Regions from separate parts of the Mus musculus genome. Here all the other regions are linked to region 2. Evidence: chromatin contacts called from public promoter capture Hi-C data. All regions are on one chromosome and are shown on one strand. Each heading gives the region's core, a stretch centred on a gene start, on an enhancer-like site or on the middle of the called end of the contact. The rest is flanking DNA. Distances are from core to core; before and after follow the strand shown.

Region 1 (3,818 bases), core at 893-3,392, 460 kb after region 2:
TCAGTGAAATCATGATAAATACTACAATTCTCATCAGCAAACTGTGCCAGTAGTATAATTGGATATTTTGACCTTGTCTCTATGTTACAATTTATAACTTATTTTTTTCATTAGCTTTAAGCCACCAAAATATTTTTGAGTTACCTGGGTACACACGACTATGGCAACCATAGTCCTTTATTCCCTACAAATTTTGATTGATAAATTAATAACTTGTACGCGTTACAGTTCATACAATGTTACAGATCAGCAAGTAAATACAAGAAGCATGGGATACAAAGTGTCAGTATTGAAAGCAAACTCAGAGAGCAAATCCTGGTATGGAAGGTTGATGCCACTAGCTGAGTGAATGATTAAGAAACCCATCATAGCACTGCCAAGACACAGAATAATTAAGCACTGCGTCACAGGGCAGGTGCTTTTTTGAGTGTTAGTTGATGTGTTATACTGAGGTGGACTATGCAGCATCGGCAGGCAAACCCACACCTCTCCTACTGCTCCTGAAATCCAATCCCCAAGTCTCATCTCCAGCTCTGTAGCTCGAAACCTGCTGTAGTCTCCTCTCTGACCCCACCCCCAGGATCAAGAAGACCTTATCCTCGAACCTTTCTTTTCCCAACTCATCCCAATTACCCAGTCTCCAGAATCAGCAGGCATCCTTTGTGAACACATCAGATGAACAGGCCAGGAAAGCAGGCAACATGCAACCATCAAATTCTCTGAAAAGTATGAGAGGAAAAAGAAACTACAGAACAAAACACCCACCCAAGAAAGACAAATCAAGATGTGAGCACCTAAACATAAAATCAATCCAAACCCAGATGCTTAGTTGCTAGCATTAAAAACACAATCGACAATAGCCAGGGCAATATGTCTCCATAGAACCCAGCTATCCTACCATAGCAGGCCCTGAATATTCCAACATAACTGAAACAAAAGAAAAAGATGTTAAAACTAACTTTATGAATATGATACAGATTCTTAACGAGAAAATGAGTAAATCCTTTGACAAAATCCAAGAAATCCACAACAGTGTAAAGAAATAAATACAACTGTTCAAGTCATGAAATTGTAAAGAGAATCAATAAAGAAACAAAACTGGGGGAATTCAGGAAGTGAAAAATTTAGGAATTTGAACAGTAACTACAGAGGCAAGCTTCACCAACAGAACACAAGGAAAATCCACTAAGATTACATTTCAATTCATAGCATCTATGCTCCAAACACAAGGGCACCCAAGTTTATAAAAAAAGACACTACTACAGCTTAATCACATATTGACCTTCACACACTGAGAGTAGGAGACTTTAATACCACATTGTCATCAAGGAACAAGCCATCCAGACAAAAACTAAACAGAGAAATACTGGAGCTAACAGGTATTATAAACCAAATGGACCTTAGTGATATTTGTAGAACATTTTACCTACACAAAAGAAAATGCCTTCTACTCTGCACCTTATGGAAATTTCTCCAAATTTGACCATACTGTTGGAAACAGGACATGTCTCAGTAGATATAAGAGTTTTGAAATAATTCCCTGCATCCTATCTGACAACCAGCAACAGAACCAACAGAAATCTTACAAACTGATGGAAACTGAATATTTCGCTACTGAAGGGAAACTGGGTCAAGACTAAAATAAAGACAGAAATGGAGTACTTATTAGAATTCAATGAAAATGCGTACACAGCATACCCAAACTTATGGAACACAGTGAAAGTGGTGGTAAGAGGAAAGCTTATACCACTAAGTGCCTACGTAAGATCTCATACTAGCAACTTAAGAGCACACTTGAAAGTTATATAATGAAAACAAGTAATTACACTCAACAGGAGTAGAAGATGATAAACGCAGACCTAATAATAGACCTTTGATTAAGTGAATTTGTTCCCATTATGTTCTCATTTTTTTATTGATTGAATTTGGCTCGATAAAATAATGTGATCTTTAAACTTATTTTACAAGCCTTTAACCCCTATATTGTATATAAGTGATTTAGAGAAAAAGTTGAAAGTAGAAGAGGTTGTTGTGTATTGAGAAAGCAAAGTGATGAATTATGTTGCAATAGAGGAGGTTATAAAGCAGCAGCCAAGGGAAGGCAGTGGTTTCCAAAGGACACCAGGGTGGTGGTGCCCAGTCCATCATAGGTCACTGTGGAGCTCAGATCACAGTGCTGACAGAATCCATATTTGGAGAATTACATAAGGTTTGAAAGAGAGGATAGTGAAAGGATACGAATTCCTAAAAACGTTTAATCTGGCCTTTTGTTTGAACGAAAGAGAAATTGAAACCAAATGGTGAGATTTCTATTGTTTTGTATTTGACGAATACTAAACTCTAGATTTGGATGGTTGTTGATTTATACAAGTTGATGTAGTAAGTTACTTTTAAGATATATGGTTTTGTTTTTCTTTCATCCCTTTTTGTACTTTATTAGAGGTTTATTTTATTTTTATTTTTAATGGTTTGATCTCTGTTATTTAGGGCTTCAGGGTTTCAAGGTCTTTTGTGGGTTTGTTGACAGATCGTGTTTGCTTGCCCAGCAGCACAGTCTGTACTATTTGTTTTGGAATGAGTACTGAGCCTTGGCTCTAAACTTATTTTAGATATGTGGTAGGCAGACTCGCTAAACTTTGTCTTTCTCTAGCCTTCATATGCAACTTATGCTAAGCTTAAGTTGGTATTTTTTCCCTGTGGGTAAATGACTACTGTTTTGAGAGATAATACAAGGTAAAACTCAGATGAATTATGAATTGTTTTAAGTAAAGCAACTATAACTTGATTACCTTCACGTGAAATATCTTCCTAATACTTTAGAACTTAAAAAACTTAAAATAAAATACAGAAGCTTTCAACACTAGAGATAATGTTAACATGATAAAACTACATGTGAAGATGTGTCATTAAAGAAACTATAATATTTTAATGACATTCCCAGTACATTTTTCACTATAAAGATACTTAACTATGTCTCCTCTGGGCTACTAACTACAAATGGCAAGAATACATATGCTGTCTCTTACTGACCACTGCTAAATAATTTGTATTTTATAATGTCTTATTTTGTCATGAATTTTAGGAAGAATATAACAAGGAAAATAATTTTGTAAATAATTAGTATTTATTTGTATATGCAAACAGGGAGAGTAGAGAAATAATTTAAAATTAACTGTGTGTGTTTTTTTTTTATTTAAGTAGTGTCTTTAAATTATCTGACTTTGATATCCATAAGAAGGGTTTTAGCTAAATGCCTAAATTTATAAAAGCTGGAGTGTAAAGAGGAATCCTGAATTTATATTAGAGTTTTCTCTCTGTAATAGTAACACCTATTTTATAACATTGCTAAGAAACTACTTTTGAGGATATTATGCATAATTTTGTTTTATTTCTTAATATTAGAAAAGATTTTTAATTTTTCTTCTTTCAAATTTTAATTCACATTATGCATATTTATGGAATATCACTTGGCAATTCAATAGTATTCAAACACTATCCACATTAGGGTTGTCAGCATTTCCATCTAGAGTTTTTGATAATCTTGTAATTTTTATCCATAATATATAGGTGAATATAGTTCACAATAGCATACCATATATCTTGTGAATCACTACAGGAAAAGAAATGTAAGTCCCCAAAAGGAGTTATGATGAGGAACAAAAACCATATAATACACACACATACTCTCTCTCTCTCTTTCTCTCTCTCTCTTTCTCTCTCTATCTTTCTCTCTCTTTCTCTCTCTCACACACACACATTATAACAAACAATAATTGGTTTTCATAAGTATGCATTGTATATTAGTATTTTAATAATAC
Region 2 (3,408 bases), core at 332-2,831:
CAGTCCTGACAAAGCTTGTTTTCTACTGTGAATTGCTCAGGCTCACCAACTCAAAGGGCTTTCTCCTGCCAGCCGAGTCTACAGCACCTAAGGGACCGCTGCAGCCAGATGCCTTTTCGGGAAAGGGCGGGGGCGGGGGAGGGAGGAGGCAAGCGGAGGGAGGAGTGAAGTCGCTCTCCCTCCTCCGGTACTGACAGGGCTACAGTCAGCTACACAGGTCTGGCCATTCAATATTTGGTAGTGCCACGTAGGAACTTTTCCTTACCTTCCCCCTCCTATCCCAGGCCCCCTCCTCTTCCTCCCTATCCCTAGTCGTCTGCCCACCACCCCATTTGCTTGGAGACTTTCCTCGCCCTCCAAGAGAGTTGTAGGTCCAACCTGCAAGAATAAGCTGTTTGGAGGGGACAAGGGATGAGCGAGGATGAGGGTGTCACGGAGAGGAGGGGGGTAATCATCAGGAGAAACTGCCCCCCCCCCTTCTGCCCCGAGCACTCCTGAACTCCACTTTATCGTCTGGGAAATGTGTTCCTCTGAGAACATTTCAAAATGCCACACACAAAGTGCTCTCAATCTTCTAGCTTCATCCCCGCTGGTTTCTCTTATATCCTCCAAAGTAAAAACAGCCCGTTTTTCACTTCCTTGCAGACAAAGAAGTTTATCACAGTTCACTTTATACTCTTTCTCAGTATTTTCTCCTCAGGTCACCCTTCAAAAGATATCTCCTTTAGAACCCGAAGAAACCCAAAGATTGGTTCAAAGGACCGAGGACTCTGAGTAAAGACTGTTCTTGAAACAAAAGCTTTGTACCACTGCCTTCCTGTTCAAGGTAATTTTTTTTTTCTTTTTGCAAAGAAAATGAGAAGGGATGATGGGCTTTCTCAGCCTGCCCGGTGCCTGACAGATCTTTTAATCCTGCCACCTACCTCCTAGCCCATTACTGTCCCGCCTACATCCATCTCCCTGTCTCTCCAGTTTCCACACTTAACCCGGTAGCAACTACAATCTGGATTTTATTTAAAAGAAGTGGGGAGACGACAAGGGAGAAGAGCACACACAAAAAAGAAGAAAGCCGGGTGGCAATGTCCCACCTCCCCAAACTTTTTTTTTTCCTCCTTACCTCCTCTGACCTCTCTAGCTTGGAAGAGAAAAGTCAAGGCGAGGGTTGAGATGGTGAGATCCCAGATCCACCGTTTCGTTTTCCACCTGGACCAGGGCTCCATCTCCAAGCCCCACGCTCACGACTGTGAACCCACGAAATTGCCACTGCAGACCAACTTTGTCCCTTCCAAGGTGTCGCCTACGTTCGCTACACAGCCATCCGGAAGGGAAAGGGAGTAAAAAAAAAAAAAGTCAAAGGGCTCTAATTTTTTTTTTTCCAATTTGATGGTTTGCTTCCTTCCTGTCTCTCGCCCCCTCCTCTCCCTTTGGGGTGGCCCGCAGGAGACTGCGACCCCGGGACCCGTCCTACGCCTGACCCTGCCTTCAGACTGAGGGCAGATGAAGGGTTTCAAGAAAAAAAGCCGAAAGCACTGAGCACCCCTAAAGGCTTCATGCTGTGGGTGGGCTGGACAAGAGGCTCGCGCAGCCCCCTCCTCCGCCCACTCCTCCCGCCTCCTGTGTGCCCGAGAAACTGACAAGCCGACTGAAGGTCATACCCAATCACAGGCCTCCCCGCAGCCTTGAACCCGCCCAGTCTCTCCCTGGAGGATCCAGACTTCTGTGCAGGCCCAGCCCACCAGCCACCCTTCATCTTCCCTCTCCTTCCCCCCCTCCTCAAATCCCCTGAAAAGAAATGGGAGGGAGTTAGGCGGGACCAAAGCTGGACTCCTGCACTTTGGGAATGAAAGGAATTGCAGGACAGCCCCGCAGCACACGGGACGTTCGAGTAGCTTCTGTATTCAATAAAAACCAAGCACTCTGCTCGCACCAGTCCGGGAGCCCCCCCCCCCTTTCTTCGGAGGTGGGAGGGGAAAGAGGGGAGAAGACCAGCATGTTCACTGGCCCCACGGCTGGAGTCCTGGACTGGCAGCGGTAATTTTATCCATCTCCAAAAACCTTGCTTCCTAAGGCAGCCATGGAATCAGGAACCAGTGGGCTCTGTGCTGCCTGCATCCAAAAGTGTTTTACTAATATTTTTAAACTAGAGACTAACGAAGGTGGCATGAAGGAACTCTAAAGATCAAAATCCTCATCTTGTAGGCAAAATCTAGTTGGTGAGATGAAAGTTAAGCTTCTCAAATGTTCAAAGACTGCCCAGAGCTCACTGAGGGGCTTGTCTGCAAGAAAAGAGGAAAGACCAAGAACCCATAGCAGTAGAAACTAAGGGAATCAGTCACTTGCTTTTCCAGCAAATCCTGATACTGGATGAAAGGGAGAAGCAGGGAATAGAGAAGGACAGGAAAGCTGCCTGCAGAATTCTCCAACCAATCCAGTCAGTTTCTTTACTGGCCTGGCCTGGCCCTGAGCCTTGGGGCTGAAAACGTGGTCACTCCACTAGCAAAGTCTAACAAGAGGGAAGTGGTTCTAAGAAACCCATCTCCTCCTCAGTGTATCTCTTAAATCTATACATTTGATTCCCTGGTCAGTTTTCTGCATATTTGAATTCCTCCATCCTCCTGATTGGTCTTTTGTGTTTTAAATCATTTCTGAAACGTGTCTCTCCCACAGTGAGTGCCATGTCCAATGTCCAGCAATGGACAGAAGTAGGAAGTGTCCAACAGGGTACCAGCATACATTACCCACTCCATAGAGAAGCTTTGAAGGAACACGTTCATTTTCTCTACCAACACAGAGACTAGAAGGCAGGACTTACTGTTAGCATTTCAGTCATATCAGTGCTTAAGGGCCTTCAATTAGGCTTATCAAGCGTGCACGTTCAAGTCTTTATTTGATGCTAAGCTTTAAACCATGGGGTCTTTTCTAAATGATCCGTTAAGACATGACTAATTGGACTATATAAAATGTCTTCATATGGTTTAATAGTTGGCAAACTAGCTGGAAATTGATAAAAAATCAGAAGTAGAATATACTAAAAGCAACTAGAAATATTTCTACATAAATGTTATTCTCTGCACCAAAGAACGATTTCCTAATCATAAAGTTTCTTTGGGATTACAGTCTAAAACACAAACAAACAAACAAACAAACAAAAAGACCTATTTATTTCTTGAAATGAGGCCAGCAGAATGTTTGAGATGCCATTTATAAGAGAAATAGGGCCAACTAGCTCTTCAATCTATTAACATATTTTACCAATATAGTTTACCAACATATTGTATTTGAACCTGGAATGTCTAAATACAAATTAAAGATCTTACATTTGAAATATAAGTAATTCAACACCTTTGTTATGCCTCTTACTTTCAGGTGGAAATTGTGTATGTATTTGTGGCTTCGCCTATACTTGCC
Region 3 (3,663 bases), core at 60-2,559, 400 kb after region 2:
CTTTCTTAAGAGCTTATGATAGATATTTGCTCCCATAAATACTGTACTGGTGTGTGGAGGGGAGGCATATTGTTTTATAGCCTCACACTTGTGAACTAATAATTTGATGTGAAACGGAACTAGATTTCCTCTGAGTGCTCCCCACTTTTTCTTTTCTTTCTTCCTTTCCTTTGTGTCTTTACATAGCTCTGGTTGTCCTGGAACTCAGTGTCACCCACGCTGGCCTCAAAATCACTTGAGATGCATCTGTCTCTGCCTCTTGGGAACTTAGAATGAAAGGTGTGTGCCACCATGCCCGGTTTCTGCTATATTACTCATAGTGAAATCAAAGAGATTTTTAAACGTAAAATTTAACTATTCCTTCCACACACTCTTAAGTCTGTCGGCTTCTGTTCCCATGAGCAAGGTTCCTAACAAACCTCTAAGGTTCACAAGATCTGTCTCTAGTCACTCAATATTTTGGTAATTTATCTCCCCATGCAATGCTTCCTCAAAGCGGATCTTTGAAGTACTGTGTACTAACTGGCTCATATCCATCAAGCAAATTAGAAGTAAAAGACACCCTAGGACTACGGAGTGAGCATACACATCTTGATTAATCTGTAAGGGATATTACTTTAGACCACCAGGGCCGAATCTTAGTCACAACAGTGTAGACTCCAACTTGGGTGCAAGGGCTCAGATCTCACCTATTGGTTAGCAATGAGTCTTAATCTACGTCAGTACTCTCAGTCGTGAGGTGGTGAGAAGAGAACTTACATCCATGAATACGTACGCTAACACATTTTTAGGTATTTACTCATGGAAGAAGCCAATTTTGTTTAATAAACAAACCGTGGCGAGAACTTTCAGCCTGTATTTGCCGACTGATAACGGCGTGCTCTCTCGCCTGCACTGTTGAATCTGAGGCTGGAGACTTGTGTTTCACCAGTCCTAAATGCTAGGAACACACTTGACATTTCCCGAGCGTTCTCCATTCACCAGCCAGATTCACTTTCTGAAAAATCTGGATTAAGAGCCCAGGGAGCAACAGCCCTTGCACGGTTCCTTCAGTACTTGATCCCTGGGATTACAGTATTTTTCTTTTGCATGACTGACGTTCTTCGATGAGATTGCTGTCCTTCTAACAGTGGCGTCTCTTTCAGTCTTTATTTTATTACAACCTCTCATTAAACTTAAAGCACGACTCCTAGGCGCTCTCCCCCGCAACAGTCCCGAAAAGAGAAGAGCGACTCTCCCGGAGGCCATTCTCGCGAGGAGTTCTCCTCTCGCGGGATTTCCCTGCGTCCAGAATCCTTAGCGCGAAGCGGAAACTATCTTCCGCTCAGCCTCGGTGACTGCGGGAGTTCGGCCGGAAGCTTGCGCGGAGGTTCCGTCTCTGGCCGCTTCTGCAGGGAAGCTAGATGGCGGGGCCTGAGCCGCCGATGCCGCTGTCCCGAGGCGGCCCAGGCTCCGCTTCGCTTTCTCCGCCCCGGGGAGACCGCACCCTCCTCGTCAGGCACCTGCCGGCCGAGCTGACGGCTGAGGAGAAGGAGGACTTACTGAAGTACTTCGGGGCGCAGTCGGTGCGCGTCCTGTCAGATAAGGGGCGCCTGGTAAGCGTGCGCAGCGGGCGGGGCGGGGCGGGGCGGGGCGGGGCGGAGCCGGGCCGCTAGGACCGGGAGAAACAGGACTAGGCTCGCGGTCTGCGCCTGCGCAGCTTGCCTACCAGAGAGGCGAGCATGGAATTGAACCTTGAGCCAGTTAGATTAAGGCTGAGCCACGCAGGGACTGTGTAGAGGTTTCTACCGGCGAGCGCACCCGCCCGGTCGAATTCAAAACTAGCCTAGACTTGAAAATACTGTTTCTGTTAGATTCTCATAGTCGTATGCAAGGTTTTTGGTTTTGTATTTTTATTTTAAAAAATTGCTTTTAAATCCTGGGTTGTAGAGCAGGATATACATAATAGCAAAAATTTGAGTGTAATAGACTTAATAGATTAACAAAATGCAAATACAAATATCCCTTAATTCAATCTAAATACAGTAGGCTCTCCTTGAATCAGATTGGACAAATTCAGAGTTCTAATAAACAACTCAAACTTACCAGTAATATAATTTGTTCACCTTTTTCAGGATGGTATTCAAAATAGAATTCAAATGAGAAAATTAGACTTATTACTGAAATTATAGAAACAAAGCAAAAAGAGACAATGCACCTTGAGGGGTGATTTCACTGTTAGTAAATGATTTTAAATTTTATCTTGTATAGACTGAAAAGACTTTTGAGTGAGATGAAAAAGGGTATTCCATATGTATAAATTTTTCATTTTAATAATGAATCAAGCTTCTCCATGCATCACTTTTGTGTGGACATGAAACTCACAGTCTAGAAAGGCTATGCTGAGGGTTTTTTTTTTTTTTAAGGTTTTATTTATTTATTATATGTAAGTACAGTGTGGCTATCTTCAGATCTCATTATGGGTGGTTGTGAGCCAACTTGTGGTTGCTGGGATTTGAACTCAGGACCTCTGGAAGAGCAGTCAGTTCTCTCACCCGCTGAGCCATCTCACCAGCCCTAAATGTTTTAAGAGTGATCTTTTTTGGAAAGAGGAGATGCTTTAAGATTTATTATACTTTTAATTATGTTGTACATTTGTGTATATTTTGGGGGTTTGTAGGAGTACAGGTGGTTATGAAGTTGCTGAACATGGACATTGGGACATCTTCCCAATGATGCCCTTGGTAAGAGCCCTACTGACTTTTACCACTGTCCCATCTCTCTGGTCCCCAGGAGTAGAGAGTTTTTTTAAAAATTGTGGTCTGTTGAACTCTTTGCTATTATAAAATATATTGTGTTTGTCCTTATTCATTTATGTTGAGAGGCAAAGCTGAAGAGCGTGCAAGTCCAAGAAGTCTGACCCTAGAAGATTCGGAACCTCTAGACTGAAACTAGTGATCAGTTAAATAGTCTAAAATTTCCATCCTTTCCGATACTTTCATTAATATATTGCATGTTTTTAAAATGTTACTTTTTATTAGACTTTTGAAACACTGGAAATAATATGTGCCTTAATTTTATTTCAGAAACACACAGCATTTGCTACTTTCCCTAATGAAAAAGCAGCAATAAAGGTATGTCTTTTTCTTTATTGTTAAAGTTTTCAGAGATTTCTTATCCAATCTTAGGACAAAAGTGACAAGTAATAATAAACTGTCCTTTTTAAAAGCAAAATCATTTGTGTCCCAAGAGTTTTCCCAAAAGGTCACAATTGGCTTGACAGATATCAGAGCTTCTCCAGTGCTTAGATACTGAGACTTGAGAACCGTAGATTATTAAGTAAGAGAAGGATTCTAGTATAATTTAAAAAAAATTATAAAGCATATTAGATAAACATATCTAGTGTTTATGGTTCAAAAACTTTACAAGTATTAAAAGGTATAAACCCAAGGAATCATTTGTAAAAGCTATCCCTTTTGAACTAGGCCTCTGATTCATTGAATTTTGACATGAAAACAAGAAGAAATGGGTTTTTCAGGTTTAAGAAACAATGGAATTGGCCATGAAATGTGAGAAGTCTGTCAGGAGCTAACATCAGTGGTAGAACTAAAAATGTGAGATTGTATTTAAGTGGAAGAGAAGTATTAAATTTTATTTAGTAGGTGTCCTAAAAGAACTTGATAC

The links. Promoter capture Hi-C pulls out the DNA fragments that hold promoters and counts their contacts.
Region 1: a contact with region 2 is called in a promoter capture Hi-C map of hippocampal neurons, with 3 times the contacts expected there. The contact joins the promoter of Amy1 here to the promoter of Col11a1 in region 2. A contact is called at or near these places in 7 of 39 promoter capture datasets (the 3T3-L1 cell line, 3T3-L1-derived adipocytes, the C10 cell line and 3 more) and 1 of 9 other capture datasets (adipose tissue).
Region 3: a contact with region 2 is called in a promoter capture Hi-C map of neural stem cells. The contact joins the promoter of Rnpc3 here to the promoter of Col11a1 in region 2. A contact is called at or near these places in 17 of 39 promoter capture datasets (the 3T3-L1 cell line, 3T3-L1-derived adipocytes, the HPC-7 cell line and 10 more), 1 of 15 datasets of contacts at CTCF or cohesin (the NIH/3T3 cell line), 16 of 484 Hi-C or Micro-C datasets (the 3T3-L1 cell line, cerebral cortex, cranial neural crest and 7 more) and 19 of 115 datasets of contacts at active chromatin or transcription factors (the NIH/3T3 cell line, astrocytes, craniofacial prominence and 10 more).

Annotation. Positions count from the first base shown.
Region 1 is chr3:113,573,086-113,576,903 of GRCm38.p6, reverse strand. It overlaps Amy1 (amylase 1, salivary), which reads left to right and starts at 2,142. Exons shown (of 11, transcript NM_007446.2): 1 at 2,142-2,300.
Region 2 is chr3:114,028,713-114,032,120 of GRCm38.p6, reverse strand. It overlaps Col11a1 (collagen, type XI, alpha 1), which reads right to left and starts at 1,581. Exons shown (of 67, transcript NM_007729.3): 1 at 1,118-1,581. The coding sequence starts at 1,220.
Region 3 is chr3:113,627,795-113,631,457 of GRCm38.p6, reverse strand. It overlaps Rnpc3 (RNA-binding region (RNP1, RRM) containing 3), which reads left to right and starts at 1,309. Exons shown (of 15, transcript NM_001038696.1): 1 at 1,309-1,595; 2 at 3,066-3,113. The coding sequence starts at 1,404.